3 separate regions of the Mus musculus genome follow, and regions 2 and 3 are each linked to region 1. Evidence: chromatin contacts called from public promoter capture Hi-C data. All regions are on one chromosome and are shown on one strand. The core of a region is the stretch at or near the end of the contact, and the rest is flanking DNA. Distances in the headings are between cores, read along the strand shown. Region 1 holds the start of Wdr75 (WD repeat domain 75). Region 2 has its middle 44 kb from the start of Dnah7b. Region 3 holds the start of Slc40a1 (solute carrier family 40 (iron-regulated transporter), member 1).

Region 1 (3,580 bases), core at 592-3,091:
CACCTTCTGCTGGAGACCTACATAAGGACATTGGAAGAAGGAAAATTCTCTCTTCTTCCCCTGTGTGCCTTGTGGAACTGAGCAACTGATAGATTCTTGGACTTTCATTCACTGCTGCTGCTGACCATTGTTGGGGAGTTGGACTACAGACTATAAGTCATCAACAAATTCCCTTACTATATAGAGACTACCCATAAGTTCTGTGACTCTAGAGAACCCTGACTAATACAATGACAAAACAGAAAAATCAAAGTATAAGAAGACATTACTCAACCAGTGCACTAGCACCAACAGTGTTCCTGTTCTATGCAAAGGAGGATGAAGAGAAGGATGAAGAGGAAGAGGAAGAGGAGGAGGAGGAGGAGGAAATGATAAATATTAAGCTGTCAAGAGAAAATTTGGTTCCTAAATGTTCATGCAAAAAGAAATAAAAACACAAATTATAATTTTATTGGAAATGTTAGTAGATTAAATTTTTGCATGGAAAGAATCCTTTCACGAGTTTAGTAGTCCAACTAGCCTTTGTCCAATCAGAAAGCCTCATTCTTTCTTAATTTAAACGAAGTTCACCAAACAGTAAAACAACTGAAGTAAAAACTAGTTTGATCATTTATTTTCTTCATTGTCTCAGAATATAATAAGCATATATCCGATCTCAAAGTTTCCAAGTTTAAAGGATGTATTACTTAGACATCAAGAGTCTAGGGTGGGATGGGGGGTTAAGCTCACTATGTTCTTCCACTATGAAAAAGCATACCATAATTATGAAAAAGAAACTCTTTAAATTTGAGATAAAAACAGAATCAGTATCTTCCTGTCTAGCTCTGTCTCCCCAAACTATGAACCCAACAAAAACTAATCGTCTCTCTCTCTCTCTCTCTCTCTCTCTCTCTCTCTCTCTCTCTCTCTCTCTCTCTCCTGCCTAAAGATCTATAGATGTTTTGACCCTTAGGATTATATTTTTCCTGCTATGAATCAGCATAAAGTTATGGTGAATTTCAAATGTATCAAGAATCTGCTCCTGTTAGGGTTAAGATATCAGATGCCCTTCCTTAGGGGTCGTTAAGAGCCAGCACAATGGAAAATATTGACAAACGAACGGTTCAACACAGATATGCAGCAACCTCGAATACAAAACACAAAGTGTTAAGAATCAACATCCTCAGAAGTGGATGCTCACAGTCAGCTACTGGATGGATCACAGGGCCCCCAATGGAGGAGCTAGAGAAAGTAACCAAGGAGCTAAAGGGATCTGCAACCCTATAGGTGGAACAACAATATGAACTAACCAGTACCTCCCGGAGCTCTAGCTGCATATGTATCAGAAGATGGCCTAGTCGGCCATCAGTGGAAAGAGAGGCCCATTGGACACGCAAACTTTATCTGCCTCAGTACAGGGGAACGGCAGGGCCAAGAAGTGGGAGTGGGAGGGTGGGGGAGTGGGTGGGGGAGCGTGTGGGGGACTTTTGGGATAGCATTGGAAATGTAACTGAAATAAATACCTAAAAAAAAAAAAAAAAAAGAATCAACATCCTCAGAAGTCAGGGCTTCTGAACAACAGGAACTGAACAACTGGAGCAAACCGGACATCACTGCAGGAGCCCTGACACCAAGGTGTACTTTTATTCTGGAGTCGAAACTGCATTGGCAAGTGTGGCGTAGATGCTACAGGAACTTAGCGATGCTCATAGAACCGCCATAAAGAGCTAAAGCGCCCCACTTCAGTTACCATTGCAAGAAGACGCTCTTTGAACCCCGCCCCCTCCCAAAAAAAGGCAACGGAGGGGGGTGGGATAGGAGTAGGGTGACTGCGTCATCTTGCTGTCGCTCAATCACAGTGACAGAAAAGGCAACGGCTTCAGTAGGAGAAAGGATGTTCACTTCCGCTTCTGGCGGAACCTTTAGAGTCCGGTAAAAGAGGCCGAAGAGAAAACTCTCTTCTGTATCGAATAGCTGTAGCGGCATCTGGTATGATTTAACTTTGTGCGTGGCTGTTGGGCTTTACTCCTTCTACAAGGGTTTTAATTTGACCCTGCCCAAACTAAAGATGGCGGCGTAGGCGTGGAGCCGACCATAGAGTCTCCAGGCTAGAGAGGCCCAGGCGGGCCGCGGGCGGAAGAGTAGGGCCAGGCCAGTCGGCCTATGAAGGAAGTTCGTAATCCGGCCGGTGCTCGGTGCTTCCTGCGCCTGCGTGAAGATGGTAGAAGAGGGAGTCCGCGTGGTTCGCTGCGGCGGCAGCCGGCTGAACTTCAGGAGGGCCGTGTTCTCCGTGGATTCCAAGTATGCAGTAGGCTGCGGGTCAACAGGGCTCCGGGCACCGCGGGCCGGGGAGGGGAGTGCCCGGCGCGGCGCGGCCCACGGTCGGACTGCGAGGCTGGAGTCCGCGGCGCCGCGCAGCGCATGGACCGACCCGGAGCTCCCCGGAGCCGCCCGGCTTTGCTGCTGTGTCTGTGTGCCTTGCACCCAGGACTCCACCTGCGGGAAGGTTGGCGGTTACAGGGGCAGGTCAGGTGTCTACAAGGGACTAGGAGCCGCTCGGTTGGAAAATGGTCACTCTCTCCGTATGTGCACCGGTCTGACCATGCAGACTAATGTTCACGTGTGGAACGTTTTGGACTTCAAAATCATTAATGATTCAGCCTTTTTCCCGCAGAAAAACATCATAATTACCAGGCTCCTTTTTTCCTTTTTTTTTTTTTTGAGTTTTACATAAAAACAGATGTTAGATCTGTAGGAGAAAGTGTCTATATGCACACAACTTTTACAATAGTGGCTTTCAGTTCGCTGCTTGTCAGCTGGCATTGTTGCTGCCACGTTGTATCATCTAGAAGAGGTGTGTAGTAGGGCTAGTTTTTCAGAGCACTCTGAATGTAGAGATACTTAGGCTCAGTTGTTTGAATGCTTGATCCCCAAGAGGAGCAATTATTCCTGAAGGATTAGGAAGCAGACCCTCCTTGGAGGAGGTGTGCCAATGGGGCAGGCTTGAAAGGTTCAAAAGCCTAATCCATTATCAGCTCTCTGCACAGGGATGTCTCCTGTACTGCTCCAGCTCTCTCTCTCTTTCTCTCTCTCTCTCTCTCTCTCTCCCTCTCTCTCTCTCTCTCTCTCTCTCTCTCTCTCTCACACACACACACACACACACACACACACACCCATCATGGGCTCCACTGTGATGGTCATGGATTCTACCCTCTGCAACTGTGAACTGCAAATAGTAAATACCCCTATTTTAGAAAGGTATTTATAGTATTTGTGGAAGGTGTACTCTCCCGCAATACCCTGCCAGTATACTTACCAGTATACGGGGTTTTGTTGACATTGTTTTATGAATTAAAGGGATAAAATGGACATAGCGGAGTTGTCACAGTTCTGCCCCTTCAAATTCATCCTTATACTCATTTTTACCCTGCATTGAACATTGCCTCACCTTGTCTGTTAAATGAGGTGTTTGGTCCATATCATTTTCCAAGTCTGATAGGATTTTTTTTTAAAGCTTTGGTCAATGGTTTGATCTTTAACTAGCTGAGCTGACAAAATCAAAACAAGAAATTTGACTGTGTAGTGAGGAATAGAGAAGTCA
Region 2 (3,580 bases), core at 273-2,772, 230 kb after region 1:
CCTAGCACTCAGAAGTTTTGATGTTGATAACGTGCTCTTCTCCTGCACTTCCTGAACTGGTAAACAGCATGACATCTCCTGGCTTTGTTCCCTTCCTACAATGGGGCTAAGAATGGAAACACCCAGTCAGGGGTGTTCTCATGGACGCATCAAAAGTCTAGTCACTTGTGGTCAGATCATGATTGGGTAGCAGGTGTACAAGTTTCAAGAATGGAGTAAGTGAGCACAGATGATGTGAAGATCCTGGGTACTCTGAGGAGAGAAAAAACTACACCTTCAGTGATCATATGCACAGGTACAGAAAACATCACCTCTATCATTCATGTACAGAAGACAAGCAAAGAGACCCACACATACATCCTGCAGCAATCCCACGAAAAGTTTCCCCTGGAGACTCAACAGGTCATGGACATATATAAACACATCCAGGGGTAAGGATGATGGCGAAATGGTTCTTCCTTCATAGCTGAAAAAATGTCCAAATGTTACTTATGCTGTGCACAGCCCCAAATTCATACATCAGAGGTTACATTTTAATGCCAGTGTGTGTTCTCCATTTCCCAAACTCATGGGATCATCATGAAGAAATGGTGAGACACTGTAGATATGCCACTGTCCAGAGATGTTCTCTCACACCAGTCCCTTGCTAAGTACACAAACATGATCCAAAAGCCCCAAAAGACTTCAGTAGATTTCTTACCTCCATTGTGCAAATGGGGTGTCCAAGAACCATTCTGAACACTTACTTAACAGTCAAAGAGTCAAGATCATCTTATTACATTTTGATAAAAGTTGCCTGGAAGCAGCTCATCTTGACCAGCAGAGACTCATTGATCGATTGACTGACATTGCTCCATCCTCCACCAGGATTGGCTTCTGAGGGCCCAGATGTTATTGCCATTCACTGATGTCACATTTTCTGTAAAATGGATTCTCAGAGCTGCTTGGAAGGTTTATTCATGATGATAAATATTGGGATGAACTCTGGAGGAATCACATGACATGGTGTTATCAAAGGCAGGGCTCAAAATGGAGGCACAGAATGGTCTACAAAACCATTCTAACTCATCCACCAAGCTGAAGATAGGAACATATAACACACTGTACTGCATTTTTGGCCAGAGCAAGTGTGGTCTACGTTGAAAAGCTGTGAGAGTGTAGTGAGGAGCAAGCCAGGTAAGGATGTAGTTCCTATCCTGTGCTGTCTGCCACAGTAGAGCAGAATATGACTAAAGTATGTCCCTTAATTCAGACTGAGGGGTACCTGTCCTGTCTCACTCTGCTCAGTGTTCCTGCTTGAACACAGGAAAACCCCACAACTCACTCAGCCACTATTTAGGGCATAATCTAGCAGACCCCTCATTGCAACATCATTCAGCCTTTTTAAGTCCAGGATGGTTGGGGGAGGCTGGTACTCTAAAGAACAGAGCATGGTGTAGGCCAAGAGACAGCAAGCACAGTTGAAAGAAAGGGAAGTTAAAAGCCTAAAGGATGACAATTTCGCTCCAAGAAAAGGATCACTCCTGACATCCAGTGGTAGCATCTGGTTTTACATGTTTGTGAGAATGCTAAAGGATATTAGTAGATTTGTCTTTCATCCCTGGGTAAACCTGAAATGGAATTCTTTGAACTCTCCATGGCTAGGCCCAAGCCTATCCTTTTGAAAAGTACCATTTAGGCTCTTCAGTATCAAACGAGTTGCCAAAGTTTAAGCACACTCTTGAGCATCACACATATGAACACATCCTTAGGAATTTGACAGGATTTTGAAATGTACTATGTTTCTCTTGATTCACCTCTCCCTCATGTCTAACAGTTTCCTTGAAAATTAAGCCCATAAATACAACTTTGCAAGTAGTCTTTTCAACTCCTTTTTACAAGTTGTTTTATGATGGAAACTGCACATCATTCAAGCCCATGTCTACATAATAGCCACCTGAAAAAAAAAGAGATAGTCTGCCATCTCAAAGTAGCAGGGTCTTTGCTAGAAATAAGAAGGAAACATCTCCAGGAAACATGGCCCAGATGCCACTGAGCACATGCTAGAAAGACAGAGGAAATCTTGGGGGAAATGAGATAACTTGTCAGGGTGGAGCATGGCTGCGGGGCCATAATAGCTCAGGACAAAAGCATTGAAACTTTTCTGAATACATCTTGTCTGTAGAGTTTTAAATTGATCCTTATGAATGTTCACATACACCAAATAGAATAGTGAGTTCATGCAAGGATAATAATAAAAGTTCATGTCTTTCAGTTGGCATCCTCCACAGGAAGTGCTAATAACAAGCCAGATAGAGTTCTCCAAAGATATTGGGAAAGCTTAAAGAACAACATAGCATTCTGGGAATCCAGAGAGTAGGGTAGGGGGTTGGGCCCAGTGCTCAGGAAATGGAGGCACTTCTGCATTAGAGGCCTCACTGGCCTGTAACCCAGTGGCTCCCTACATTTAATTTCGAAGAGCCTGGGATCTCCAGGCAGGAGAAAGAATCAGACAGGTGTTCCATGGCTCCATGTTGGGCCAGAAGAAATAGGCTACCTTCTGATTGCATGTGCTCATCTCCTAACATGAGCAGTACTAAACCCATATCCTATATGTGGGAGAAAGAGAGCATCTCTCCCTAAGATTTAAAAAGACACAGCACTCTGCTCTGAGAGTATGGGTCATTGACACTTTAAAGGAAACCCAATGTCATGGCTTCATGTCCCTAGAGGATATTATGATGCTCACAAAAGCCAGCTAGCAGGCATGGTCTCCCTCTATGTGGGTCTGATTATCCAAAACACCCTGAGGATAGGATCTTTCACTTCTGCTTTCTCTCCAAGGGTCAGCACATCATGTGGACCTCAGACAATTGAAAGATGGATTAAGTCCTCTGAGTAGTTTGGAAGTAAGATCTGGATAAGATCAGAAAAGAATGGGGTGGGATTTACCTGCTGTGAGCAATGGGTGGAATTGGTGAATTACCTCAAAAAGCCAAGGACACGTGATGAAAGTGCCATGAAGATGTACAAGGTGGAAGGACATCCTCAGATAACATTCTCTAGGTCTACTTTACAAGGAAAGCATACAAAAGGAAGAAGATGCCTGCATGGCTCACAGCATAGCCTTCTGTGATAAGCCTAGCTGTGTAGTGAAGTGGGCTCACTGTAGAGCTGTTAGGACACTGGAAATAGCCCCTATCTTCCCATATTACACATAGGGAGAGGTATATGGACTGGTTGACATCCAGACTGTGTGCCAAGGTGATGGCTGTGAGAATGACTGAAATGGGTGTGTCTGAGGGGAAGACTGGTTTACAAAGAAAGTCAGGAGGAAGGATAGATCCTCTGTCTGGAGCCTGTCAAGCAAGACTTCAAATGTGGCTGTTTCCTGTGAGCCTTGATGGGTTTCTGTGTTGTCAGAGCAGTCACCCTTAGGAGAGATCTTCCTCAGCCTGGTTTCCCCTTTCTCACAAGGACACAGTATATTATCTATCTGTCACAGACAGACATGTGTACATTTACCAAAACACAATAAATACCATAACCTTCTATATATCGACCATTTAGATGTGTTGGGTTGTGATTCCAGCAAGAATAT
Region 3 (3,580 bases), core at 640-3,139, 130 kb after region 1:
AATTCCACTTTGTTTATTCATTTATTTGCAAAATCACCCCCTTTGTAAGCATTCAAAAAGATGGGAGCTTCCTTTTCTAAAAAGTTATCTAGGACTGCTATTCCTTAGAGAGCCAACAACCCAACTTAATTTCCCAATGGCATAGGGAATACATTTCCTCATGATGGTTTCCATTCACGTCTTATAAATCAATCAATAGGGGATTTCATTAAAAAGAAATTAGCACTTCAAAATATTCTTTAGAAATTCATTTTCCTTATTTGTAACGCACAGAATATGTTTATGCTTTTAAGCAGTAAGAATGATTGTTTAACCCGACAGTTTCTAATAATTATCCATTGAGCACAGCCAGCCTGCTAATGAGTATCGAGGAGTTGATAGAGGATCCCAGGCCAGCAGAAAAACTGAGATTCTCCCATAGGAAGCCAAAGGAAGAACTGTGAATCCATAGCTAATTTTCATTGGGTGGTGGCTTTTAACACTACCCACAAATTAAGTAGCCACAGATAACAACTTCGAAGATTAGAGCTGTTATCATTTAGATGTTTGATCATTGATTAGGTATACTTAAACTCATCTTACAATACTATTGTAATCCTATTATGCCAGTTTTCGCCAGTCTACCCTTGTACTCTGTTTCTATAATGCTGCATGCTGGTACCAGACGTAAACCCAAGAGGGCCCATGAAATACCTTTCCAGTTCAGTAGGAGGCCCAGTTAGAATTTACCAACCCTAGTAACTATGCAAGTTTTCCTGTCCTTGTGGATCTTGTTTCAAACAGTTGTCGGTCTATGTAAAGCTTTAGAATTTCACTATTAAGTAAAATTTACTAACACTCATGGGAAACATCTTTGAAGAAAACAACGTTTTTGTTGAAACATGTGTTTTAGAACGATTTATTTACTTAACGGAATGAGAAAACTGCAAGTTCTCCAATACAACTGTCTCCGATGAGAGTAAACAACAGCTTGTGCAACGATGTCTCAAGAACTGTGTGCATTCTCACTTACCCAAGTGGAGAGAGAGTGGCCAAGGTAGAGGAGGAATTTTGCTGAGGTCAGGTAGTTTGCTAAGGATCCTAGAAAGGCACAGAGAACAAGTTAAAAAACGTGTTTAAGCACCCCAATGTGCTCAGATTAGAATTTGCTTTTGGTCGTAATTAAGTCTGATTTTTTTAAACAGGTCACTTACAAGACTGATGCATTCAGTTTACTTAATAGCATCCACTTAAGATTCAGCGTTGTCTCTTGGTCAATAACCGCCCCAACTTCAGGCAGTGAAGAAACTCTTGTTTCAACATTCCTTAACTTTGGTGGGGTTTGTTTTTTTAATGCAAGAAATTTCACCCTGCCCAGGTTACTCTATCCCTGCCTATATGTAAGTTCTTTTATTCAAACTATGAGTTTATATTCTTCTTCACCCTCCATCAAAACCCAAGTCAACCCTCATGGAACTACATCTCCCCGTCCCCACCTGCATTCCCACCATTTGAAACATTCGATTACTCAACTCACCACAGCATCCTTCCTGATGGGTTTGATCTCTTGCCTTGGTCATGACACCAGGCGTTCTCCCCTTGTTTGTTCTGATGCTGGTAGCTTTAGCTGCTCTTGCCCGGGAGCTTGTTCACAGGAGTGAGAGGAACCGAAGATAGCACCAGTATAAGCACAACAGCCTTATGCCGAAAGACCCCAAAGGACAACTAAGGCAAACAACAACAGCAAAGCTGTCACGGGGTCTTCTTTTTGTCTTCTTTCCAAACTTAGCTAACACTGTAGCTGAAGTTGGAAAGCCAAAGCCTTATGGGAGCGGGTTGGAGGATCCACCGGCCGCAGGAGACCCCGAGCCTGCTCTCGCCGCCGCCGCCGCCGCCGCCACCGCCGCGGGCAGGGCAGCGGCTTATAGGGAGCCGGGGGCGGAGCTTGAGAGAGCAGGGACCGCCCTTCGCGGCTGGACGTCCAGGTCCGCGCCAGCTACGCTCCCACCGCCCTCCCAGGAGGCGCAAACAACCTGCGCTTTGGCTGGGCTACCGCAGGAGAAGCCAAGGGGTGACCCGCACAGTAGGACGGGGACTGTATGCGGACCCCGAGGGGACACTACAGAAACATTTTGCACAAAGTCGTTTGGCAGGTGCTAGAAGGAAGCTCTTCTCTCTGGCCACCAGATTGCCGGACAGTCCCTAGGCAAAGCTCAGCGGGAGCTGGCGCGGAAAAAAAGGAGCCTCCCACCCTAGCTACCCTTCGGAATGCAGGTAGCTAAGTAAATACAAGTCATGTCCGGCCTGCCTGCGGCGCAGAATGTTTTCCTTCTCCGAACTATAGAGAGGGCTCTCTCTCAAAAGCTGCGGAATCAAAGCTCAGGAAGCAGGCTCAAAGATCACAATGTAGCCCCGCGCAGCCCAGTGATCGAACGCAGGCCGCCTTCTGTGCCACAGGCACTGCAAGGAGGCAGCGCCCTTCACTGTCCTTTCCCTCTGAGTTCTAACCCTAGCCGCTCCTGCCTCTTTGGCTACTCCACAGGCTCCAAGTGCTGAAGGGAAGTAACCAGGAATACCGGTTGTCCCAGTTGGGACCCTGGGTCTGGCCCCGTGCAGATAAAGCCCTTTTGGTAGCCTCCTGGGGGGACAGGTGAATACACACCAGGTGTAAGCCTCTAATGACCTCCGTTTCCTCCCCAGGGCATACCTGCTTCTTGTGTCAGCCCTTCCCTTCCCTTACCTTTGTCAGGTTTGTCAACACTTCAAGAGTGATCCTAAACATTGAAACTCCAACCGGCTTGCACTCTTCCAGCCCTGCCAGAATGACACCTGGTAATGAAGAGAGCCACTCATGAGCACAGGCCTTGTATCTGGACTCTCTATCAGAAGCCCCAAAGGTCTTTGCGGGCGGGGTGCAGCTGGATTCGTTAGGATGAGGTCTGCAGAACCGAGATAGGGCTTTGCTACTGCAACCGCTTTTTGTCCTTTGCAAACCTTTCTCTCTCCTGACACACAAAACGTTTAAGTCCTTTCTCCTCTATCGCAGGTTCGGGTATGTCTGCTGAAGTTGCAAAATGGGGTAGTATATCCAAATGTCTTTTGGAGTAAACCTAAAGTGTGCTTACATGAAGCACTTAGGAAGGGATCATCTAGCAAGTTCTGACGGTTTCTTTCTCTCTGTCTCTCTCTGTCTCTGTCTCTCTGTCTCTCTGTCTCTCTCTTCCCCCAGCCCTTCCTTCCTTTCCTTTAATTTTGTTGATCTTCAGAATACAAACTATCCTGATTCCCTGCACGTATGTGCCAATAACAGGATCTCCATGCCCTTTGCATTAAGTACAGTGTGCCTTAAGAGCTATCCCCCACATCTAGTCAGAAGACTCTGAGAAACAGGAGCTCAGTTGATGCGTGCTTCAAAGTGTGATGTGTTCTCCATTGTCATCAATGGGGAGCTTCTGTTCCCCATTGTCACCAAGGAGTCCTCAGAAGCCCAAACTAGGAGAGTGCTAAGAACAGGTGGGGTCCCACAGTGAAGCAAGCAGCAAATGAGCAAGATTCATAGACAGAAAAAGCATTCAATATCTGAGGACTTGGCCAGGGCTCC

What was found. Promoter capture Hi-C pulls out the DNA fragments that hold promoters and counts their contacts. Capture Hi-C pulls out chosen DNA fragments and counts their contacts.
Region 2: a contact with region 1 is called in a promoter capture Hi-C map of the HPC-7 cell line. The contact joins the enhancer-like site here to the promoter of Wdr75 in region 1. A contact is called at or near these places in 12 of 39 promoter capture datasets (the 3T3-L1 cell line, the C10 cell line, the HPC-7 cell line and 8 more), 1 of 15 datasets of contacts at CTCF or cohesin (the NIH/3T3 cell line), 1 of 484 Hi-C or Micro-C datasets (bone marrow-derived macrophages), 6 of 115 datasets of contacts at active chromatin or transcription factors (bone marrow-derived macrophages, embryonic stem cells and neural progenitor cells) and 4 of 9 other capture datasets (adipose tissue, embryonic stem cells, liver and 1 more).
Region 3: a contact with region 1 is called in a promoter capture Hi-C map of pancreatic islet. The contact joins the promoter of Slc40a1 here to the promoter of Wdr75 in region 1. A contact is called at or near these places in 9 of 39 promoter capture datasets (the C10 cell line, the HPC-7 cell line, cranial neural crest and 6 more), 1 of 15 datasets of contacts at CTCF or cohesin (the NIH/3T3 cell line), 4 of 484 Hi-C or Micro-C datasets (LSK cells, bone marrow-derived macrophages, embryonic stem cells and 1 more), 5 of 115 datasets of contacts at active chromatin or transcription factors (embryonic stem cells, extraembryonic endoderm stem cells, fetal liver and 2 more) and 4 of 9 other capture datasets (adipose tissue, liver, macrophages and 1 more).

What each region holds. Positions count from the first base shown.
Region 1 is chr1:45,793,325-45,796,904 of GRCm38.p6, forward strand. Wdr75 (WD repeat domain 75) reads left to right here and starts at 1,842. Exons shown (of 21, transcript NM_028599.3): 1 at 1,842-2,280. The coding sequence starts at 2,198.
Region 2 is chr1:46,020,964-46,024,543 of GRCm38.p6, forward strand. It overlaps the pseudogene Stk-ps2. Among named protein-coding and RNA genes, the nearest start is that of Dnah7b, 44 kb to the right of the region's middle. Within about 2 kb of position 1,523, at least 6 of the 459 cell types and tissues checked have an H3K27ac peak or open chromatin away from gene starts, as enhancers often do. A contact at or near this core is called in the HPC-7 cell line, where this site is marked.
Region 3 is chr1:45,923,705-45,927,284 of GRCm38.p6, forward strand. It overlaps Slc40a1 (solute carrier family 40 (iron-regulated transporter), member 1), which reads right to left and starts at 1,890. Exons shown (of 8, transcript NM_016917.2): 1 at 1,517-1,890; 2 at 1,013-1,080. The coding sequence starts at 1,559.